2 separate regions of the Mus musculus genome follow, and region 2 is linked to region 1. The links are chromatin contacts, called in public HiChIP or PLAC-seq maps. All regions are on one chromosome and are shown on one strand. The core of a region is the stretch at or near the end of the contact, and the rest is flanking DNA. Distances in the headings are between cores, read along the strand shown.

Region 1 (5,699 bases), core at 3,094-5,593:
GAGTGACAGCAGCCGCTGTGTTTATAACAGAATGTGAGAGTTAGGGTCTTTGGACAGTTGGAGACTTTGTCATTTGCCTATTCTGACTTTTACCAAGTTGTACCTCGAGATCACGTGTCAGTGGTCCGCCGCCCTACCCCCGACCCCTTAACCGGTTATGTTAAAGGCAAGCTGTCGTTTCTGGACACTTTACACCTTTAACACAAAGAGCTGCCTATTTCAAATCAGTTGAAGTTACTAAATGATAGTATTTCCAGGGCTTTCAGTGGGTTAGATTAACAGGCGTTTTTCTTTTGTTTTCAGGCCTGGTTCATTAAAACAGAAGACAGTGTGTAACCAAAAGCAGGCCAGTTGTATGCAGGATAATGATGAATTCCCTTCTGGCTCTATTGTAAACTACTGTACAGATGTCGGATTACAATTACTGAGTTTCAGCAGCTTATTCTTGTACAAATGTTTAAAAATACGGCTTTTCTAATTGGATATTGTATTTTTTTTAAGTCTTCTTGAAGGCGCTTTAATTGCTGCTAAATGATATTGCTTTTTTGCTATAAAAAATTGAATGACCTTGAAGGCACAAGTTGACTGTACATCATAGAGAGATATTAAAAGCAGGCACTCGTTAACAATCAAGGCATGTGCAGTGATCCATGCTGGGCATATTGAGTTCTTCAAATCAGTTTTTTAGGTTCTGGAGCTGTGGAACACATAGAAACTAGATTTATAAATTGTTCATGGTTATTCTACATTTCTAGAAAGTTCTTAGCATCAAGGTGGGATGATAGTCCCATAGAATGTTTCTCGTGGTTTGTACAGATTTGTTAAAATGTGAACATTTTCTAACTACCTTGTGTGGTAGAAACCAATATTTTTTTGGGGATGCTGTATTTCATTCTTGAAAGGATTTTTTTTTCTTTATTGTCAAATTCATAATGCCGAGACTTACATGTAAGTTGTCCATGGTGCAGACAACAGGCTATCCCTGCCAGCCGCCCCTAACATGTACAGTTACACTGTGGCTCTTACCTGGTGTTGCAAGCCATTTCGTTTGTTTGTTTTCATTGTACATAGACACACTGTCTGTTTAAGATGCTGCTGGAATTATAGAGAATGTAGCCAAACAGTAATAAACAATGACAGTAAAAATGTAAAGACTGTGAAAATTACACTCAAAGAACCCTTAAGATTGAGGGTAATAACATAGCTGCTTTACTTAAAAGGCAGGTAAATTCCTTATGCATACTCAGGACAAGCAGGAAGTGTTTCAGGTTGTTAAAGTTAAAAACAAAGTTTAGAAAAAATATTAATAAGAGTATCGGAGATAACGTACCCATGTCTTCTAAGTTTTTCCAAATGTAGATTTAAATAGCCTACTAATACTTGGGCTCAGTGAACCAGTATAACCTTTGTGAGGAACTGGTGCTAGCTGCTAAATAATGTCCATGTTACTCTGGCAGTTTCTACCCATTTGTCTTGAGGTGCTAGCTGTTTTCTTGTCTTCTGGAGTCATCACTGCAGATAAAGTGCACAGTTCTCATCCCTGGGTTGGAGTTTATTGGGAGTAGTTTACTGGGAGAGTTTTGAACTTAGCTCATGGGCTAAGTCCTCAGCATACTGCCCACCAAAAAACAGTAAGTGTGTGCACTTTAATAAACACATGGATGTTGAAAGGAGCAGAGGCTGCCAGGACGACATCACGTTGAGGGTGGGAGATGTGGTTGGTTTTCCGGATGGCCACCATCTTTTCCTACAAAAGAACTTGAGTTTAAATGTGAACACATCAGGTCCTTTTCTAGTATCACTGTAAATTTCCATGTTTTTAAAATAATTTTTCTTCTGAATACACTGAATTTCAGTGTTTTAAAATATTTAGCCTAATTCCAAAACTGCTTTGACAGCTAGTTTCTAAATTGAATTTTTGGATTTTGGCTCATTCTGTAGTGGTTTTTGAGTGTGTATAGCTTGTCCATTTGTATCTGAATTGGCTTTCCCACCCAAAATGCATCTCCACTTATCTTACCTCCTCCCCCCACCCCCATTAATTACTTTATCTAGAGTCTGGTTATGTAGTCCAAGCTGGCCTCAAAGTTGATAGCAATCCTCCTGCCTCAGCCTCCAGAATGCTGGAATTATGTGTGGGCTACTTCACTCAGTGTAGTGGTTTGAATAGGTTTGGTCCCCATAGATTAGTGTGTTTAAGTGGTTGGCCCATAGGAAATGGCACTACTAAGAGGTATGACCTTGTTAGAGTAGATGTGGCCTTGTTGAAGGAAGTGTGTCACTCTGGAGGTGGGCTTAGAGGTCATATATATGCCTAATCTCCTCCCAGTGTGGAACAGTCTCCATTTGGGTGCCTTCGGATCAAGATGTGGAACACTCTCATCTGTTTCTCCAGTACCATGTCTACCTGCATGCTGCCATGATAACGGACTAACCTTCTGAAACTGTAAGCCAGCCTCAGCCAGATGTTTTTCTTTATGAGTCACCTTGTTCATGGTTCTCTTCACAGCAGTATAACCCTAAGAACACAAGAGCAAAGATAGCAGAGCTGTCGAGGGGGTTGGGGTTCGGAAGCCCCCTGAGTGTGTACAGTGCATGCCCACAGGGACTGCTTGTCAGTAGGCAGACCAACTTTACTCAGAGTGACTGAAGGTTTATAAAGTTTGGGGGACTGAGGGTAGGGACATCCAAGATGAGCAAAGGCCATTATTGGCTGAGGACTTTAAGGGACCTAGAATGCCTCATTAGCATGGGGAATCCTCTTGGTAGTCTTGGATGCAGGTTGAATGACTAGGTTTATCAGGAGAAAGGAAATCGATCCTGCAAACTAACCAAGGCTAAATGACATTCCTCGGTAGAGGCAAGTGTGGGGCTTAGAATACCCCAGACAAGGCCAGAGAGAAAACCTCTGCCTAGGAGCGGAGTCGCACATATGTGCCCAGCCCAGAGGCAATCTGGTCGCAGAAGACTCATTTAGAGCTTTCCCACACTAAGACACCCTGTAAAAAATTTTCAATAAGTAAGATTTGAGTGTATAAACCGAATTCAAGATTTATTTTTATAAAACCAAAGTCTCCAGTGACGAGCAGGGTGTGTGGCCCTGGCCTGAGCCCTCTTGGGCCTTGAGCTTGGATGTGAATCACCTGCGCAGGCCCACGCCTCCAGGCACAGAAACCTCACCACAGTTTTGGAAGCAGGATGGTAACAGCTGTTGTCTAGGTTCTCTGTCCCTAGGAAAGGATTCTGGAGGGGATACCCAGAGCTGGGCTAGAAGGACCCTGCTGTGGCCAGTGATGGCTATGCGCAGAGCTCTGCTGTGCTTTTCCGTTATCTTTCTGTGTCTCAGTCGTTTGAAGTAAGATGGGTGGATGGACGGACTGCTCTTCAATAGAGGAAGCTGACGTAACAGCCACATGCTCACTGATGCATCAGAAGAGGAGAGACGGGCCAGGCGGTGGTGGCGCACACCTTTAATCCCAGCACTCGGGAGGCAGATTTCTGAGTTCAAGGCCAGCCTGGTCTACAAAATGAATTCCAGGACAGCCAGGGCTACACACACACAGAGAGAGAGAGAGAGGAGAGAGAGAGAGAGAGAGAGAGAGAGAGAGAGAGAGAGAGAGAGAGGGAGGGAGGGAGGGAGGGAGGGAGGGAGGGAGGGAGGGAGGGAGGGAGGGAGGGAGGGAGAGAGAGAGAGAGAGAGAGAGAGAGAGAGAGAGAGAGAGAGAGAGAGAAGGAGCTGGGCATCATAACACATACCTGCAACCTCGGAATCAGGGATGTGTGGAGGAGAGAGAGAGCATTATAGCCTGGCTGGGCCTATAAAAAGGTAGACAGACAGACAGACCAATCTATCTATCTATCTTTGGAAGCCTGAAATGTCACTTTTCAGTGGTGACAAAAATCAAAGAGCAAGTGTGACTTTTTATATCATCATAAAAGAGCAAACCTAAAGAAAAGTGTTGGAACGCTGTCAGCACTCACTGTTGGTGCTGAGTCACTGGAGCGCACCCTTGTGACTAAGCTCATTTCAGGTAAGATGAAGGTGAGTGCAAACCAGTGCTGTCCTTGCTGTGTTCCCATGCCTTCTGCAGGCGGGCCACCCACCAGTAGGACCTGTGTGCCCTCCCCAGAGAGGCTTCCGGGGTGTTGATGCCTCCCCATGGAGGAGCCAGAAAGTAGCTCTGGGCTTCTCCCTGCCCACTGTTCTCTTCCTAAGGAGAGCCTTGGAACTGACTCAGTAGCTCACTCAAAAAAAGTTCTGGAAGTTTGGAAAAGCTTCAGTGCGTCTCTCCACGTCTAAGGACTGAAAAGCATGCGCACCCCTGCCCCCTCAGGCGTGCTTCCCGCCCCCTCACGCACACTTCCCGCCCCCTCACGCATGCCACCATGGGAGCACTCAGCACAGCCTGCCTTCCACACAGAATCCATTTCAGATTTTCATGTAAGCTTCAAGGCTCCTTGACTGTTGGGAAAGCCTTAGGCCAAACCATGACCCCACCATCTCATCTGAGTTAATTGCCTGCTGTATATGTGTTAATTCATCCACTTAGCAGGCGATACCAAGGTCTTCTGTAAGACAGGGTAGTCATCAAACTTAGACACTAAAGTTGCTGAAAAATGAATGTGGTGTTTAGCTGTGGTTTTAGGTGTTTCAATTTTTTAATTATCTTGTCTACTAATGACCAAATTCATACGTTCTTTTTAAAGATTCAGGAAAAGGATAATGTGGGGACGGGGTGGAGGAGGCTGGCGTCTCTGGCTTGGAAGTCAGCTGTGGCTTTGTCTTCCATATTAGTTTATTAGTGTGAGCATAGTCACTAACTTCTATGGGAGGCTTCCACATCTGTAAACTTTACTAACTGCCCCTGCCTAGCAGGAACCTAGCACAGGAACCCACACCTGAGTGAGGGTTAGAGACACCCCCCTCCAGGCCCCCCCAGCCAGCCATTGGGCGGCCCTAAGAAGAGATGGACGACTGGGCAGCAGCCAGCCCCTGGTTTTGATGTGCTTTTGAACCCATATCTGGGCATGACAGTCAGTATGAGGCCTGCCTGTGGCTCTCAAGAGTCCCTCAACTGCCTTAGCACATGGGGGTGGGGCACAGTTGGGTAGGTTGGATTCTGTCTCCCAGGTAAATGCTGCTCCCCACTTTGTGCTCTGTGGATCTGCAGCCACGGTGGACACTAACACTGGTGGCTGGCTTGTTAACATTTTTTTTCCCATGACAATTTTAACTCTCCAGTAGGAATGGGTTTTCCTTCAGTTTGTAAAGCTTTTTCAGAAGAATAGGTTATCTAGCAGACACAGTTTCAGCTCCGAAACATAGTTTCAAGTCTAAAAGAAACCTCTTTGAAGAGACCCTGCCCCCTCAGCATTATCAGAACACATTCATCAAGATTCGGAGTTCCCCAGGAGTGGCCATATTAGTTACGGAATCTAAAAAGCATGGGCAGGATTATCTTATGTGTGCATTAATCAATAGCGTGTTTACCTTACTTATCTTTGCTTCCCTCCAGCAATGCACATGGTTTTTGTTTTTTGGTGGGGTTTTGTCTTTTAGGAGAAAGAGCTATGTTAAAGTGTAATTTTATTTTGTTGGGTTTCTTTCCTTTTTAATTCTAAAAGAAGGTCTTGACCTTTAGTATTAAATGGGCTGATTTGTAAGGATGCTTTAGAGAAAATAATTGACTTTCTAGTGG
Region 2 (5,699 bases), core at 1,821-4,320, 460 kb before region 1:
CAGGGTGATGTGGAACAGGTCAATTCCTCCCGGGGCGGGGGGCGGGGGGGGGGCGGGGGCGGAGCGCAGGACCTGTGAGAACTCCATCATCTTGTCCTGGGCGCTGACTGCCCTGCCAGTACCCTAGGTAGGATCTATGTGTTTACATCCCGAGGGCAGTGCCTCGGTCTTGGGCCTCCCTCCCTCCAGCAGGGCAGGTAGAGCAAGCTGGAGCAGCAGCAGCTCCACGCAGTGGGCCAGGCCTGTGGGCCAAGCAGCAGCACCATCCTAGCAGGCGGCAATGAGGCAAGGCAAGCTGGCTGGTGGTGGCCCAACCAAGCCTCCACATACTCCTTTGTCCACTGAGACTTGACTCCCATACCAATTGCCTGCTTCTCTCTGCTGCGCACACCACTTTGTTCCGCTAATATATGGCAGTATTAAAATTATGAAAGATGAACGCAAGGGACAAAGAGTCTGGTAAATAGAGCCCAGTTAATTTTAATTTCTAATATAATGATTTTTTTAAACTCTTAATTTTTAATTATGTTAGTAGGTTAAAAAGGGGCTGGTGATGGAGAATGACAGTAGAGTGTTTACCCAGCATGCAGGAGGCCTTGGGTTCACTCCCCAGCATCATTGGGAAAAAAGAACAAGGAGGAGGAGGAAGAGGAGAAGAAGAAGAAAGTGTAGAACAACTGTGAACTTTACAATAAGCGAGACGTGGTGTTGCAAGCCTGTGAACCTAGCATTTGGAAGGTGGAGATGAGACACGGCGTTGCAAGCCTGAGAGGCTAGCATTTGGAAGATAGAGACGGGGGTTATTGAGTGCAAAGTCATTCTAGGCTACATTTTGAGTTTGAGCTTGGATACCCGAGGCCTCAGCTCAAACAAAGCACACGATAATTTGGGCTTTGAATGACAATTTTTATTTTAGTCATTTATTTTATTTACTTATTGCTTTGAGACCCAGCTCATTATGCATGTCGCTGACCTTAAACTTCTGATTCCCCTGCCTCTGTCTCTCCAGTGCTGGGATTAGAGGTGTGTGGCCTGTACTTGTTTTTCAAAGTCTGAAGAAACACGAGGGAAAAATAAAACCAGCGGGCTTGAATGTCTTGAACTTGACACCATGTCTAAGTGATGAGTCTCTTTTGCTTGAGAAGAGATGACAAGAAGGCTGATATTTTGAAATCACATTAAAACCAAGTTTCAGGGCCTTACGCTCGGCCCTTGGGTAATTCATTTTGTTAAGTGGGTCTGTGGAGGAGCCGGTTTCCTTCAAACCGAATCACTTAGATGTCTAATTGGAGGGCAGATCCCTCTTTGGCCATTTTTGTGTGCTGAACACAGTCAACGCCAAGCCTCTCCGAGATTATTTACTTACTCCTGAGAGTGAAAAAACGCCATGTTCTCTCTGTGAACCACGGGGCCTTATTCTTTGCCTGCATATCATGTTGATCTTTCTTCCTCTTCCTTTTCTTTCTTTCTTTTTTTTTTTAAAAAGAAAAATCACAAGAATATATAAAAGTTTTTGATGAATAGAACCTTACATTTTTAGGAGAAAACGGCTGGAGCAGTCTGGGGCTCGGGGCCGCCTGTTGCTCTTCAGTGAAAGCTTCCCACAGCCGTGGCTTTATTCCGCCCCACGTTCAGTGCCAGGATTTACATGACCACCGTGGGGAGGACAGCTGGATTTAGCATAAAGAAGAATAGCTGCCTTTTCCCTGGGGAGAGACAAAAAGGATAAGTGCATAAGGCACAGAGACAATATTATCGAGAATTATATTTCTGCTCAGCTCTTTTATTCCCTCTGAATCCTGGATTCTGTTGCAAATAACAAAAGCAAGAAACCAGTTGGCCTAAAGCCAAGGTCTGGGATTGTTGAAGACTAGTCAGCTCTCACTGTCTGAAGGTTCCACATCCACGAATCAATCAATCATAGGCTGAAAATGTTTTTTTTTTTTTAAGAACTCGTCTGTACTAAGTGTGTAGACTTTTTTTCATGTATAATTCTCTAAACAATACCATATAACTACGAAGGTGCCATGCATGTTTTATTGGGTATCATAAGTAATCAAGAGATGCCTTAAAAGATACAGGAGGATGTGTACATCATTTACAAGGGACTGGAGCATCTTCGGATCCTTGTGTCTCTGTGTGTGTGTGTGTGTGTGTGTGTGTGTGTGTGTGTATGTGTATGTGTGGCGGGGGAGGGGAGGCTGGAATCCTATGGATAACAATGAATTCATTATGAGAAAAAATGTGCTTATTAATGATAGTTCTATATTACTTGGGTTTATTTCTTGTTTGTTGAGATTGGCAAGAAGCATGAATTCGTGATGATTTGAATTAGAGAGGAAAAAGAAGAATTTCTGGGAGAATTCTTCCCCAAACACAAAGGGAATTTGCTTGTTTGGTTTTATTGTTGTTTGGTTGTATCTTGTAGTAGTGTTTTTAACATGTTTATTACTCAGATATAGCTTTGGAGTTCTTATAATTTTACACTTATTTATTATGTCTGCCTGTCAGGCATGGGGCGGGGGGGGGGGGGCATATATACATCCACACATGTGAAGGTCAGCTAACAGCTTGTGGGAGTCAGTTTGAACTTAGGTGGCAGGTGCCTTCACTTGCCAAGCTATCTTGCAGGCCCTGGTTTTGCACAGAGACCTTATTATTATTATTTTTTTAATAATGGCTGCTATTCTTTTTTTTTTTTTAATATATGTAAAGTACACTGTAGCTGTCTTCTGACACTCCAGAAGAGGGTGTCAGATCTCGTTACGGATGGTTGTGAGCCACCATGTGGTAGCTGGGATTTGAACTCTGGACCTTCGGAAGAGCAGTAGGGTACTCTTACCAACTGAGCCATCTCACCAGCCCCAGAGATCTTATTTACAGGTAACCTGACAAACACAGGTGAAGCCAATGACCTCAAAAGGTTCTTTGGAATTTCCGAGCTAGCCACCCACACATAGAACTCTGTTGTTCTTCCTAGATTGGTTTCTTTGTTACGGCTCATCCCAGTCCATTACAAGAAGCCAAGGCAGGAACTTGGGGCGGGAACCTGGAGGCAGGAAGTAACACAGAGGCCATGAAAGAGTACTTATCAGCTGTCTTTCCCTGGCTTGCTCTGGCTTGCTCCACTACCTTATACATCTCAGGACCACCTGCCTAGGGGTGGCGCCATCTGGGTCTCTTCCCATCAATTAGCAATTTTAAAATACCCTACAGACCTGCCCATAGGCCAATCTGCTGGAGGCAACTCTAGTAGAGACTCCCTCTTCCTCCCTCTTCCTACATATGCCAGCTTGACGGCCAAGGTTAAACTCCGCACCCTCCCTGCAGCCGTTTATTATTTTTCCTGGCTTAGGGGCTGGGCCATCTAAATAGAAGCGGTGAGAAAGTTCACAAAACCTTACAAAGATCTTAAGGTTTCATGATTATAACATTTGCCACTAGATTTTTATGGCTTCTCTTTATCAGGTCTTTTAGCCTCAATTTACTAAGAATTTCTAACATTAAAAAAAGATTAGCCGGGCAGTGGTGGCACATGCCTTTAATCCCAGCACTTGGGAGGCAGAGGCAGGCAGATTTTCTGAGTTCGAGGCCAGCCTGGTCTACAGAGTGAGTTCCAGGACAGCCAGGGCTACACAGAGAAACTCTGTCTCCTAAAAAAACAAAAAACAAAACAAAACAAAAAAAAAACAAAACAAAAAAAAAGTTATTGGGTTGGAACTGATAGCTCAAGACTATAATCCCAGCACTTGGGAGCTGAGGTCAGAGTATTACTGAAAGTTCTAGGATAGCCTTGGCTACAGACTGAAAGACTGTCTTATTAAAAAGGGAATTCGAAAGACTATTAAACTTAGTTGCTTTTTAAAAATCTGTTGAAGTAAAATGTTTTCATCAGTAATATACTGAATAATGGTGAATGCCAAATGGGCTTTGTAATGTCAAATTAATTTTTATTTTAGACAGGGTCTTGATATGTAGACCAGGCTAGCCTAAAACTCACAGACCTCATCATGCTTCTGCCTCCTACGTGCTGGGATTAAAGGCATGCATATCATGCCCATCCTGGGCTACCTTTATTGTGGAAACAAGCCTAGCTTGGTTCTAATGAAGTAAGCTTTTATATATTGTATAATATATTAACATATGATCTAATAAGTTAATATAATATATTATATACAATACATGTAATATATTACTACTGGGTGGGTAATATTTAAGACTGTGATACACACATACAGGTGGGGAGGGAGAGAGAATGGGGTTCTCTATAAACTCCATCTTGAATTCCTGGGTTCAAAAGGTTCCCCTGCCTCAGCTCCCCATGTTGGCTTAAGATTTTTAAACCAATTCTATTTTCTTGGAAGCATCTCCATCCTATCTTATCTGGAGGTAGCTCCAGATTGCACCAGCAGCAGACGTGAGCCATGGCTGGGGTATGAAGCCAAATCTTGTGCTTAGTATCTGAAAGATATGGGAGCTGACCATACACATCTGTCAGATGCTTGCATTAATCACTAGCTGGGCTTCGTGTTTTCTTTGTGGAAAGAATTAGAAGCCCGAATCAAACTTCCCTAGTGATGGGAGCAGAGTTTTGTGGCTGATTTGATGTGGACAGCAACTCCTGAGTTCTAAATAGACATTAAAGGTTTCAAACCCTTAGCTGTCAGATGAACCATGGACAAAGGACCACAGGAGCCCTCAGCCAGGTCACCTCTGGTCATAAAGATCCTCAACTCTTCACTCCACTGTGTCTTTGATGCATCTTACTTAATTTTCATGATTTCACCATAAAAATCTTATGTACGTTTTAAAGAAACATTTCAGATACGCCTTAACCTCTGTTTCCATTGTAACGCATGTCTTGTGATTGTGTTTTTGCTATAGCATAGGTCTGAAGTTATAGTTCATATATTGTATATCAGTAGCGGCAAACGTCCTCTCTTACGAAGTCTATTCGTTTTCCTGTACAGTAGGTTTTTTGTGTGTGTCATGGTGTGAAGACAGTCCGCAGACTTGGCCATAGAGAAAGTTTGACCACAGCTTCTTCAGCTGCCAGACAAGATTAAAGCCGCATCTGCTTCATAAGATCATTATGGGGCTCAAATGGGATAAGAGGGCTGCTGTGTGGAGCACAGCCCCGGCGCCATATGCTGTTCTAGTGCCCTCCATCTAAACCCCCTTCTTCTGTTGGTTCAGAGCATGGATGCCCTTGCGAGTGGTTCCTGGCCCTTTTCCATCTTAGAGTCACTTTAGGTTTCTCAGAGAACTTTATATCAGAGTTACAGTCTGAATAGCTGTATTTTCTCAGCATTCCTCTTGTGTGTGTGAATGTGGAGGCAGGAGGCTGCCTTCGAATGTCTTCCTCAATTGCTTTCCAACTTGCTTTCTGAGACAGTCTCTCACTGGACCTGGGGCTCACCAATTTGGATAAAAGTGCTGGCCAGTGAGCCCCAGGGTCCCTAACCTTTCCCTCCCCATTGCTACCAGTACATGGGTGTGCTGCAACGTCTAGCTTTGTAATGTGATCACTGGGGAATCGAACTCAGGTCCTGGTGTTTATTCGGCCAGCACTTTACTGACTGGGCCATCCTCAGCTCTTCAGATTCAAGTTTTGAAATTGCAGTTTTAGTTGTAGGCGGAGCTCTTACCTCCAAGATGGTGGGCTTAGGAGGCGGGGTTTATGGGAGAGGTCTGTGGGA

Evidence for each region. HiChIP or PLAC-seq counts read pairs in DNA pulled down with a chosen protein or histone mark.
Region 2: an H3K4me3 HiChIP or PLAC-seq map of embryonic stem cells shows a contact between it and region 1, with 16 read pairs. The contact joins two enhancer-like sites. A contact is called at or near these places in 3 of 15 datasets of contacts at CTCF or cohesin (embryonic stem cells, large pre-B cells and pro-B cells), 10 of 484 Hi-C or Micro-C datasets (the C10 cell line, the G1E-ER4 cell line, the HL-1 cell line and 5 more), 5 of 115 datasets of contacts at active chromatin or transcription factors (bone marrow-derived macrophages, embryonic stem cells and memory CD8 T cells) and 1 of 9 other capture datasets (embryonic stem cells).

Annotation. Positions count from the first base shown.
Region 1 is chr2:70,707,860-70,713,558 of GRCm38.p6, reverse strand. Gm38528 (a long non-coding RNA gene) reads right to left here. Exons shown (of 4, transcript XR_866403.3): 2 at 3,757-3,816; 3 at 2,436-2,519; 4 at 919-1,747. Tlk1 (tousled-like kinase 1) reads left to right here. Exons shown (of 20, transcript NM_172664.3): 20 at 1-1,152. Among named protein-coding and RNA genes, the nearest start is that of Gm38528, 6.4 kb to the right of the region's middle. Within about 2 kb of position 4,343, at least 19 of the 459 cell types and tissues checked have an H3K27ac peak or open chromatin away from gene starts, as enhancers often do. A contact at or near this core is called in embryonic stem cells, where this site is marked.
Region 2 is chr2:71,164,757-71,170,455 of GRCm38.p6, reverse strand. No RefSeq gene overlaps it. Among named protein-coding and RNA genes, the nearest start is that of Gm39576, 12 kb to the right of the region's middle. Within about 2 kb of position 3,070, at least 14 of the 459 cell types and tissues checked have an H3K27ac peak or open chromatin away from gene starts, as enhancers often do. A contact at or near this core is called in embryonic stem cells, where this site is marked.